Linked DNA regions of Hordeum vulgare: region 2 is linked to region 1. Evidence: chromatin contacts called from public Hi-C data. All regions are on one chromosome and are shown on one strand. Each heading gives the region's core, a stretch centred on a gene start, on an enhancer-like site or on the middle of the called end of the contact. The rest is flanking DNA. Distances are from core to core; before and after follow the strand shown. Region 1 holds the start of LOC123399915 (transcription factor MYB20-like). Region 2 has its middle 28 kb from the start of LOC123396815.

Region 1 (5,946 bases), core at 1,551-4,050:
TCAAGATTAAGATTTTCGTTTGGCAGCTTCTCCGCGACCGTTTCCTTCAGGGACCGAGGTGCTGAAACGCAATGGTCCGGGTAACGACACGTGTCCCATGTGCGACATCCCGGAGACTGGAACTCACATTCTATTCTCCTGCGTCGTGGCACAGGCCCTTTGATGCTTTGTGCGTGAGGCTCTGGGACCGGAGTGGGAGGCTCATGACCTTGCAGAATTTCTGCAGGTAAGGGCCACCCAGGTTGGCCATAAGTGCCGACTGTTCTGGCTGGTCTTCACAGCAATGATGTGGACTCTTTGAACTACTCGCAACAAAATGATTGAGCGGGTGTTTCAGCGGCATGCATCTGACTCGTTCTTCAAATTCCTTGCCTTCTTGCAACACTGGCATCCGCTCGCTAGGACCCGAGATCGCGACCGGCTTCACTGCTATTTGGACGCGCTGATGGCGTTCGCCCGACGGCTCTCTGCTCGCTCGCATGCTGCTTAGCTTGCCCCTATGATGACATTTTTTGTTTCTTTTTCTTTTCTTGAGCGTGACCGTGTTGTTGCCTCAGCGTTTTTATGTTTTATCACTCTGTTGGACTGTTGTGTGGATGCTGAAATATTTGCTTTATATATAAAGCGGGGCAAAAGCCTATTTCAAGAGAGATCATGTAATTTCCTGTTCAATTTTGTTAGTAGATCACAACTTCACAATGAATGTCGCTGTAATTATTTTAGAACGTCAGCCAGCAGTAGTTCATATTGTGAAATGAACGCAGAATGTTACTCAATTTTATTGCTAGCGCTAGCATTTTAGAGTGATGCTAGCGCACATGATAAAGGACTTTTACGGGGAAGCTCAGCTAGGAGCATTTGATTGGAAGAAATCAGTATGAAAGGGCCCCGCACCCACTAAAATTCAGGGGATGGAGATTTCTTAAGGAAGAACTTGCGTAATACCCCGGTAAAAGTCCGTTGGTTTAGAATTTTCGAGCATTTTGTTACCCAGTCAAAGCAGTCGTGCTCAAGATATTGTGATCTCTGTGTGGGCGATGAAGCTTTGATGGCTTTCATTATCTTAGAAATTCTCAATGTCAAACCCGAAAAAGGAACCCCTGCAAACATAAAAATAAAACCCGAAAAAGGAAAAGAAATGCTCAGCGTGCAACTAGGCGGAGTAAAGACAATATGGACCATAACAGAAACGGTGTGTATAACTCAATATTCCATACATAAAAGGGAATATCACCGTTTTCCTCCATTTCACTATCATCTCACTTGCAATCATGTGTGCTTGCCGCACCTACACCTACGTCATTTCAAAGAGTCGAGGGACCAAATATGGAGTTAACATAGAGTTGAGGGACGAGAAATAAACCACGTACCAAATGAAAAAATAAAATGAAATCAGGGTAGATATGCATGGCTTTGCTTATTTTCTTACTAAACTCTCCCACTAATCGTCCTACTATGACCAACTAGGTGCACGGCCGACGAATTTTTACCGGGAAGTAATTGACATATAAAGCACCCAATCGCATGGCGGCATGGCAACTAATCAATTTCGTCATAATAAAGAAATAAGATATTGGGATCGACGACGACGAGCCGCTTCGTTCAAGCCCATGCCTCCTGGTGATCGAACAGAGCGATCCTCTGGTACGCGTTGAAGGTGTCCTCGAACTCCCATGCCGACGTCGGCCCGGTGACCACGTCGACGTCCAGCCCCATCATGAACATCGGCTCCACCGGCCACTCCATGATCTTCGGCAGCCAGTCGTCCTCGAAGCCGCCGCCGCTCGACGCCGCCGAGGCGGACGACGAGGACGAGGACGACTCGGCTGGTGACGAGGCTGTGCCGCAGCTGCTGTCCAGCGGCGCCGGTTCGTCGACGTCGCATGGCAAGATGATGTTGTCCAGAAGCTGCATCATGGTCGGCACCTCGTCGGGGCAGAACATGTGCTCTTCGGCACCTGACTGACTTCCCGTGGCCGCCACCGCCGCCGGCACCTTCTGCTCCGGCGAGTCGCCGCCGGTAGACCGCAGCGGCTGCTGGAGGGGAGCAGCAGCAGGCTGGAGGGGCTTGTGGGTGGCGGGGTCGATGCCCATCTTCCTCAGCTTCTTCTTGATGTGCGTGTTCCAGTGGTTCTTGATCTCGTTGTCGGTCCGGCCGGGCAGCTGGGCCGCGATCTTGGACCACCTGTTGCCGAGCTGCTCGTGCAGGTCGATCACCGTCTTCTCCTCCTCGTCGGAGAGCAGCCCGCGCTTGAGGTCCGGCCGGAGGTAGTTGGTCCACCGCAGCCGGCAGCTCTTCCCGCACCGGAGCAACCCTGTTCACACAAACAAAAGTCACAACACGTCAAAACATTGGTCAATCCAAGAAAGGCCGTCAAGCTAACCGGCCGACTAGCCGGCCGGCGAAGTAGCTAGCTGGCTAGCTAGGCAGTGAGTGACCCACCGGCAAGCTTGGGGACGGCTCTCCAGCAGCATTGGCCGTTGCTGAGGAGGAAGCTGACGAGCTTCTGGTCTTCCTCCGCCGTCCACGGGCCTTTCTTCAGCCCCACCTTGTCGCAGCACGGCTGCCTCCCCATTGCCACGAGCGAGCTTTGCTTGCACACACACAAAGATCACTTCACCCGCAAGGGAAAACCACCAAGCGACGTACGTCGAGCCAACTAACCAAACCAAATTAAGCTCGTAGCAAGCAGCTGCCTTTATATTTTTTAGCTCTGTTTCGGTTGTGGCACAAGTACACAATAGCTAGCTAGCTAGCTCGCAAATGGCGCTTTAGCTTTAGCTACATGGTGAGACGACGCCATTGCCACCTTCCTTTATAAAGGGCGGAGGAGGTAGAAGAGGACAAAGGGGCCGGTGGCTGAAGCTTATTTGCGGGGGCACCATCAACTGGCGACTGGCGCGGCGACTAACTAGAAGTAGATTTTTTTTTTTTACTACAATCGCAGTGCGGCTAGCGCGTGTGCGCGCGGAGGATGGACCATGGACCAGTGCTGGAGCTCTAAGCTAAGGATGACGTGTCGCGGCGCCGCGGAGACTGGCGCGTGGGGCCCCGGCGTCGGCGTCGCCGCTTTTTTGCCGGGCTGCTTGCTGCTCATGGGTCCCTTTTGCTTGCGTTGCAAGTGCTGCCCTGCTAAGCTTTCAAGCTTTTATTTGGATCATCGTTTGTTGCTCAATCAAGGGTTTCCAGCGGGGTTATTCTTGGGGCATGTAATGTGCCCATTCCATTGAGTCCTTATCACTTGTTTAGCTTCTAAAGTTGTTAATTACATTTATTTGTTTTTCTGAGAAAAAAAACTTGCTAATTATATTGTTATTTTTTGAACACAACTTGCTAACTATACTGGCTTCCCTTATATCAAGATCCGGCATCTTGTAGGATTATTTCTCCAATGGACTTAGTCGAGTCATTATCATTTGTGTGGCTTTTAAACTTTTTTGCTTCCCAAGATCCTGCATCTTGTATACTTTTTCTAAATGGACTTAGTCGGATGTGTTAAATTCATGTATTTTTTTTCTCTAGAAAGAAGGCCTAGTCATACTCGTTAAATTTATATATGGTATGTAATTGTCTATATTTTGTACTTTGTTTATTGATGACTTTGTCATAATTACATGGGATCAACTTCGATAAAGATAGTTGTGTGCATTACAATGATGCAGGCAAAGAGTTTCACCCTCCTTTCCGAAAAGATAAAAAAATTAGTAATGTTGCAATTTATAGATGCTAAGATTTAATCTCCGCCATTATGTGTAGTTGCAAAGCCTACTAAAGAAATGCTTCCTAATGTTCGGTAGTCCTTTTCGATAAAAAAAATCAGGCCCTAAAGTTGTCATCTCATGATTGTTAAAGTTGTCGTTCTAATTGCCAAGCCTTCACTATGTTGATACCAAATTTGCCACTTGGCAACTTCAATAACATTATCGTGAAAACTTCATAAATCAATAGGTTGTGTGGCAAGTTCTTCTTAGCTACGACGCATGTTAGTGTCTTCTTTCTGTTACTGGCTTGTGTTTGATCGGGCGTTGCTATGGCCATCTCATCCGAGGGTACCTTGGATTGATCAATGATCTTTTAAACTAACTATCATTGAGGTTTTAATTCAGATATGTGCAAGATCGCAAGATCTCATGCACGAGGCTTATGGCTTTATGGTTGACGGACGGTTCACTAGAAGGTCCATAATCCGTGAATATATGTGGTGTTGGTTCATGTTCAAAAGTTGTTATCAAGGCTAGGAAGTATGATGATGTTGGATCGACAAGTAATGCGGTAGCACAACACGACTTCAGTTTTGTGATTCTCTCGAAACTGGATCTCAGTCTTCAAGGTGGAAACTCTAGGCCCAATCTTTATACTTTGCATGTGGCAATGGTGGTGTGGTGTTTGTATTGGCGGTTCTTTTGTTGAAGCATTGCCCATATATTGCTTGGACCCGCTCTTCAGGAGAAAACACATAATCTAACCTTTAAAGGTTGGAACGGACGATGTGCCACACAAGTGTCATTTCATTTTTGGAGCTGCAGCTTTTGAAGAAAGATTTGTTACGTTGCCAAACACTATTGTCAATAGTGATGGCTGTTGCTCCATTATTGACCGTTTCAACATGACATTTGGGTGTCATTATTTTTATGAATAATTGTGTTGTGTGCAAACTCAATGTCTTAACTGGATCTTGACCTAGGTTGTTACGTTTGGGGAGGTATACTCGGTATTAATAATAGTGCCCATCATCCAAAATATGGTGCAAGTATACAACCTAGGCAGTGCCCAAACCTTACTTTGATGGTGATAACAACTCCCCTACGTACGCACTCTTGCCAACATTTATTGTACTCTCAAGTGACAAGTTCTTTTATATCTAAATAGTTAGCCCCGTTAATTTATTTTCTTCAACATGCAAGCATCTCACCTCAATCATGCATAAGAAAAGGTCCAAACATGCATGAGACATTTAATACATATTTTACAACTATAGAACAATTAAACACAAAAAAGCATATGATTTTTTAGTTTCCCCATATTATTTATCTAAATATTCATATTCCATACAATAAAACATCATTGAAATAACCCCGCAACAATGCATGGGATGTCATCTATAGTTCACAAGTGACAACGCTCCAAAAAAGAAGGGATAATTAATAGATCTAAGAACATCTCTAATCAATCCCTTATAATCGGTTAGAAGATGGGGGGGGGGGGATTCTCATGTAATGTGCACCTAACCGATCTCCTAAAGGCATTAGAGAAGGATACTTTTTACTCCACGGCCGCCTTGACCCTTAAATATACTCGGTCGCGCGTCACCGGAGTACAAATCCTCACTCCCACCACCCTTTACCTATTTCGCCGCAGCCCAAGCCCAGGCGACGCGCCCACACATCCACCCCACATCCACTCCAACATAGCCCCGCAACCCAAAATGGTCGGACCCAGCTGCCGCCACTCCCCGCACCGATCAGGAGCATCGATCCACGCCACCACGCGCGGTCTAGATCCTATGGTCGCGACGATGCGTCCTGCTCCCGCGTCGGTGCATCCCGATTCCCGACCTGCCACTGCCACCGATGCCGCAGAGGAAATACATCGGCATGCGGCAGCGGGCGTTCACCGACCACAACACCCACAAGCGCATTTAGATAGGCTCCATCCAATTGGTGGCTCGGGAGTACGACATCGTGTCGCACCATGACGTGTCGGCGGCTGAACTTATCCGACGTCTTATCGTAGTTGGCCCCTATCAACCCCCGGGTGATCTCCGCACTCGATTTGCGGGAAGACTGGGAATAAAATTGTGTATGCAATCGAATTAGAATCAAGTTTGATGAAGTAGTTTGTATCAAATTTACACTGAATTTGTCTCCAATTTTTGTCAAGGACTTACGTTTAGTGGTTCGGTTAGAAACCACACATTATTAAAGAGCAAATTTACTCCTCTAAAC
Region 2 (6,382 bases), core at 3,663-6,162, 200 kb before region 1:
AATGCTCATTGTGCTTCACTTATATCTTTTGAGCTAGATAATTTTGCTCTATGTGCTTCACTTAGATCTTTTAGAGCACGGCGGTGCGTGACTTGGTAGTTGGCTTATGCTATGAAAGTAGTCCCAAAGGTGATAGGTACCCAAAGAGGATACAAAAAAACTTCCATCTTCATGTGCATTGAGTAGAAAGAGAAGTCTTGATTCCTCTCAATTAGTTTTGAGATGTGGATTTGGTAATATTAAGAGTTATGTTAGTAGGGTGTTGTGAATCTAGAAATACTTGTGTTGAAGTTAGTGATTCCCGTAGCATGCACGTATGGTGAACCGCTATGTTAGGAAGTCGGAGCATAATTGATCTATTGATTGTCATCCCTTGTGTTGAGGTCGGGATCGCGCGATGGTTAAAACCTACCAACCCTTCCCCTAGGAGTATGCGTTTAGCACTTTGTTTCGATTACTAATAAAAACTTTCGCGACAAGTATGTGAGTTCTTCATGATTAATGCGAGTCCATGATATAGATGCACTTTCACCTTCCACCGTTGCTAGCCTCTCTAGTGCCGCACAACTTTCGCCGGTGCACAAACCCACCATATGCCTTCCTCAAAACAGCCACCATACCTACCTACTATGGCATTTTCATAGCCATTCCAAGATATATTGCCGTGCAAATCCCACCGTTCCGTCTCATGACTTGTGCCGTCACTCTCATATTGCCTTTGCATGATCGTAAGATAACTAGCGAGATGTTTCAACGTCATACGCCAAGCTAGATCGTTGCACATCCCGGAGGCATTTCCTATAGAGTCATCATCGTTCTAAACTTTGAGCTGTGAGTAAATAAAAGTGTGACGATCATCATTATTAGAGCATTGTCCCTTGTGAGGAAACAAAGAGAGGCCAAAGAGCCCAAATAAAAAAAAGAAAAAAGAGGCCCAAGTGCCCAAATAAAAAAAAGAGAAAAAGAGAGAAGGGACAATGCTAACATCTTTTTCCACACTTGTGCTTCATAATAGCACCATGTTCTTCATGATTGAGAGCTTTTTACTTTGTCACTACCATATGCTAGTGGCAATCTTCATTATATAACTTGGCTTGTATATTCCAATGATGGGCTTTCTCAAATTGCCCTAGGTCTTCGTGAGCAAGCAAGATGGATGTACACCCACTAGTTCTCCTTTTAAGCTTTCACATACTTATAGCTCTAGTGCGTCCTTTGTATGACAATCCCTACTCATTCACAATGATATCTATCAATGGGCATCTCTATAGCCCTTTGAGACGCCGAGTCAATGTGAGCATCCCTTCTTTTTTGGCTCACAACCACCACCACACTCTATTCCACCTATAGTGTTATATCCATGGCTCACGCTCATGTATTGCGTGATAGTTATAAAAAGTTTGAGAAAGTAAGAGTGCGAAAACAATTACTTGGACAATACCGGGGTTCTGCATGATTTAAATTAGTTGTGTGAGGATGATGGAGCATAGCCAGACTATATGATTTTGTAGAGATAACTTTCCTTGGCCTTGTTATTTTGAAAGTTCATGATTACCTTGCTAGTTTTCTTGAAGTATTATTGTTTTCATGTCAATAGAAAACTATTGTTTTGAATCTTACGGATCTGAACATTCATGTCACATGAAATAAGTTACAAAGGACAACTATGCTAGGTAGCATTCCACATCAAAAATTCAGTCTTTATCACTTCCCTACTCGAGGACGAGCATGAGTTAAGCTTGGGGGTGCTTGATACGTCTCCAACGTATCAATAATTTTTGATGGTTTCATGCTATTATCTTGTCAAACTTTGGATGTTCTGTATGCCTTTTATATCTTTTTTGGGACTAACTTATTAACTCAGTGCCAAGTGCCAGTTCCTGTTTTTTCCGTGTTTTTGACCCTTTTCAGAGGAGGATTTTTAACGGAGTCCAAACGGAACGAAACTTCCAAAAAGATTTTTTTCCGAAACAAAAGAAGATCGGGGAGCCTGAGAACCAGGGCAGGGGGCCACCAGGGACCCCACAAGCCCCCTAGCCGCGGACAGGGGGGCCCGCGCCTCCCAGGCTTGTGGGCTCCCTGGCCACCTCTGCCCTAGGTCTTTCGCCTATATATTCCCAAAAATTCCACAAAACATCAGGAGATCATCGAAAGTACTTTTCCGCCATCACAAGCTTCTGTCTCCGTAGGATCCCATCCGAGGCACGTTCTGGTGCCCTACCGGAGGGGGATACGGATACAGAGGGCTTCTTCATCAACACCATGACCTCTCCGATGATGCGTGAGTAGTTCACCATAGACCTACGAGTCCATAGCTAGTAGCTAGATGGCTTCTTCTCTCTCTTGGATCTTCAATACAAAGTTCTCCATGATCTTCATGGAGATCTATCCAATGTAATCTTCTTTTGCGGTGTGTTTGTCGAGATCCGATGAATTGTGGATTTATGATCAGATTATCTATGAATCTTATTTGAGTTTCTTCTGATCTCTTATATGCATGTTTTCGTATCCTTGTAATTCTCTTCGAGTTGTGGGTTTTGTCTGGCCAGCTTGATCTATGATTCTTGCAATGGGAGAAGTGCTTGGTTTTGGGTTCATACCGTGCGGTGACCTCACCAAGTGACAGAAGGGGTAGCGAGACACGCATCGTGTTGTTGCCATCAAGGGTAAAAAGATGGGGTTTTCATCATTGGTTTGAGATTATCCCTCTACATCATGTCATCTTGCTTAAGGCGTTACTCTGTTCGTCATGAACTCAATACACTAGATGCATGCTAGATAGCGGTCGATGTGTGGAGTAATAGTAGTAGATGCAGAAAGTATCGGTCTACTTGTCTCGGACGTGATGCCTATATGTATGATCATTGCCTTAGATATCGTCATGACTTTGCGCGGTTCTATCAATTGCTCGACAGTAATTTGTTTACCCACCGTAATATTTGCTATTTTGAGAGAAGCCTCTAGTGAACACTATGGCCCCCGAGTCTACTCCACACCATATTTTCAGCCTTACTCTTTTACTTCGTTGCACTTTTCGCCTTCAGATCTCACTTTGCAATCAATCTTGAAGGGATTGACAACCCCTTTATAGCGTTGGGTGCAAGCTTGTTTGTGTTTGCGCAGGTACTCTGGATTTGACAAGATTCTCCTACTGGATTGATACCTTGGTTCTCAAACTGAGGGAAATACTTACTGTTCTTGTGCTGCATCACCCTTTCTTCCTTAAGAGAAAAACCGACGCAAGCAAGTCTCCGTCAACGTGTCAATTTGCGGGGCTGTTGTTTGAGAAGTAGCACACACTCCTAAGATATCAATTTTTTTGAATCATATGCTAGGTTCTCTTGATCATCCCGCGAGAGTCTTGGGGGCTATGACTCATTTGAAAAAAATTATATGGGTGTGTTTTCCGCACTACTTCGACCTTTGCATGAGTTTTCTAAACTCACACACGGCTCGGGTGCTATTGAATATGTGGATTGTGTATAAACCCATAAAATTGGAACTACTTTGTAAAAAAGATACAATATAAAATTGCCTTGCAGCGTGTCAACAAACCGTCGAAGGCCTATTTCAAAACTATGAGTCAAGCATTTATAAATGTCTATATATATATATATATATATATTAACCTGGTTTTACAAAATGTTATTCTTGTATTTAAAAATATTATTGAATCATTTGAAAAATATATAAAATATGTATAACAAATATTGACCATGTATTACAAAAATGATTAATTAGTATTGAAATAATGTTAGTGTATTAGAAAATGTCTTGACATATGCAAAAGCAAAGAATAATAACCAAAAGAAGAAAGAAAACCGAAAAGGAAACAAAATTAAAAGGAAATTGAAAAACAAAGTAAAAAGATGCAAAAAATAATGAAAAAGAAATGCAAAAAACAAAACAAAACAAAAAGCAGAAGAAAACTGCTCAAGTCGCCTCAATTAAAATACGGCCCTACTACTTACCACAAATGGCTAGCAGCATCTGTGATCTCCCTCAAGACCAGGGAGCTGTTACCGTCTCACTTAATGCGAGACATAGCGCTCGTGGACTGTTTTCACCAGAGCTGTGTATCGCCTATAACAAGGCAGAGATCGGGGAAAATTCTATTTAACGCTTTGTGCGTCGAAATGTCGACCAAACGCACAGAGAAGAGAGCGACCGCTCCAGATTGGGCTGACCCATTAGAGCGTCCCAGTTTTGGGAAACTTCTAGAGGTTTCACCCAATTTTTTTCCGGTTTTTAAAAGCTTATAAAAGGTTCACTTAACTGGTTTTTCTGTTTCTGTTTCAAAAAATGTTCTGGATATTTAAAAAAAATTGTTTTTTCGTTTATCCTTTCTGTATCTTTTTTTCTGTTTCTTTTACAAAAATGTTCTGGATTTTAAAAAATGTTCCGGAATCTGAAAAAATGTTTCAGAATCTGAAAAAATGTTCCGTAATTGAAACAAATGTTCCTGAATACGGAAAGATATTCCTCATTCTGAAGAAATGTTTCGGAATTTTAAGAAACATTCCGGATTTTTCTATAAAAGGTTTCAGATTTTCAAAAAATATACCAGAATTTGCAAAAAATATTTTGGAATTTGAAAAAATGTTCCGGAGTTTGAAACAATGTTCCAGAATTTTTGAAATTCCTGAAAAATCCGAAAACCATTTTTTTAACTTGTGAACAATTTTTAGAACTGGAACATTTGTTGCTAATTCAGAACATTTTCTGAAAAAAAAACAGAAAATATTATGGATTTTGTTTTTGCTTCAAATTCTATAAGAAAATGAATAAAGGAATAATAAAAAAAAGGAAATAAACAAAAAGGAGCTGAAAAACAAAAGAAAAAGAAGTAACTGGGCTGGCTCAGCCGGGCAACTCCCTATGCGTCCGCTCGATAGTTGGCAGCAACGAGCAGGGCATAGGAGGTCCCGAGAACAGGATCGACTGTGACGCAGTGCGACTGGGCTTTTCTAGTACTGTAGCTGCAGACGCTCATTTCTTTTCTTTCAATGATTTTCGTATCAGGCACCATTTGCAGAGGTTTTCTTTGGGGTTTTCTAGTTTTATTTTATTTCCCCTTTTTCTTATTGTTCTTCGGTTTTTGTCGTTTTTCCCTTTTTCTTATCACATCTCTATATTTTTCATATACATTGCACATTTTTCATATACGTTAGAAATATGTTTTATGCATGTTGAACATTTTCTAAATACATGATTAAGATTTTGTCAAATATGCGTTTTGATGTCTACTTTTTACATGAACATTGTTGATTTTTTTTACATATTTGTTTTTACAAGTTTAACAATTTTCAAATGCATGATTAATACTTTTTAAATACATGCTTTTGATTTTTTTTGAATTCGTGTTAATTAATTTCAAATATACGTTGATTTTTTACAAACACTTTATAAACTATGCAAACTTTTTATATTGTATATACGCTTTTGAAAAATTTCGCAAACTTAACTTTTAACACATGAAGGCTTTTTAAAGTGTAACATAATATTTCTTAAAATGGTGCCATTTGAGTGAATAACATGAACATTTTTTTTACATTGTATAACATTCTGAAAAAATCCACGTAGCCTACATTATTTTGTAATGCATTAATGTTTTCTAAATATTATGATTTTATTGGAAAGCAATCACCATGTTTTTTAAATTACATTAATTTTTTACACCGTGTTAACATTTTTTCAAATTTGTGGTGATTTATTTTAAGAAAATTAAGTACATTATTTTTGGTAATGTATGTATTCATTTTTTAATATAAACATAAATAGGAGGCGGCTCCCCCTTGGGCCACATGAACTCGACCAACGCATTGTCTAATCGAATCCGGGTATAGGAGGCGCTAGATCCACCTCACTCCCCATCCTCATGACGTGTCTCTACGTCTGACACACCGTGTTGTGGAGAGTCCAGAGATAAGTTGGCTGCAATCCGAGCGGCGCACCTCTTTATATTCCAGAAATAGTGGACCAAACAAGGACGAAGCTCGTCTTGCCCACTCCCGCGAACGGGGAGGCGAACCCTATCACCGCCACCTCCAGCCTCCCCCTTTGCCGTCGTCGGATCGCGCTGTCGGGCAAAGTCCGACCGGCGTTAGTGGCAACGGTGCATCTTCCCCTTCCCCGCGGTGGGCTGGCACGGGACAACTTCACGGCACGAAGCGACGGCGACGGTGGCGTCCTGGTGTGGCCGCGCACCCGGCTACTCGTCAGGAACGAGGTGGGGAGTGCCTGCGTGGGCGGCGGCAGTGGGCGTCCCGACCCAGATCTGGATCGTGCAGATGCTCTAGCCGGCTTTCAGCAGGTGGCACAGGCTGAGGTGGCATGGGTTGACCGCCGCAAGTGGTTTTTGCTGCTAGAGAGGACCGACGTG

Evidence for each region. A called contact is a pair of places that touch in the nucleus more often than the background predicts.
Region 2: a contact with region 1 is called in a Hi-C map of leaf, with 2.8 times the contacts expected there. The contact joins the enhancer-like site here to the promoter of LOC123399915 in region 1. A contact is called at or near these places in 4 of 6 Hi-C or Micro-C datasets (leaf and seedling).

The regions. Positions count from the first base shown.
Region 1 is chr5H:423,975,162-423,981,107 of MorexV3_pseudomolecules_assembly, reverse strand. It overlaps LOC123399915 (transcription factor MYB20-like), which reads right to left and starts at 2,800. Exons shown (of 2, transcript XM_045094297.1): 1 at 2,444-2,800; 2 at 1,303-2,315. The coding sequence starts at 2,576. The coding sequence ends at 1,603.
Region 2 is chr5H:424,180,026-424,186,407 of MorexV3_pseudomolecules_assembly, reverse strand. No RefSeq gene overlaps it. Among protein-coding and RNA genes, the nearest start is that of LOC123396815, 28 kb to the left of the region's middle. Within about 2 kb of position 4,912, at least 3 of the 3 cell types and tissues checked have open chromatin away from gene starts, as enhancers often do. A contact at or near this core is called in leaf and seedling, where this site is marked.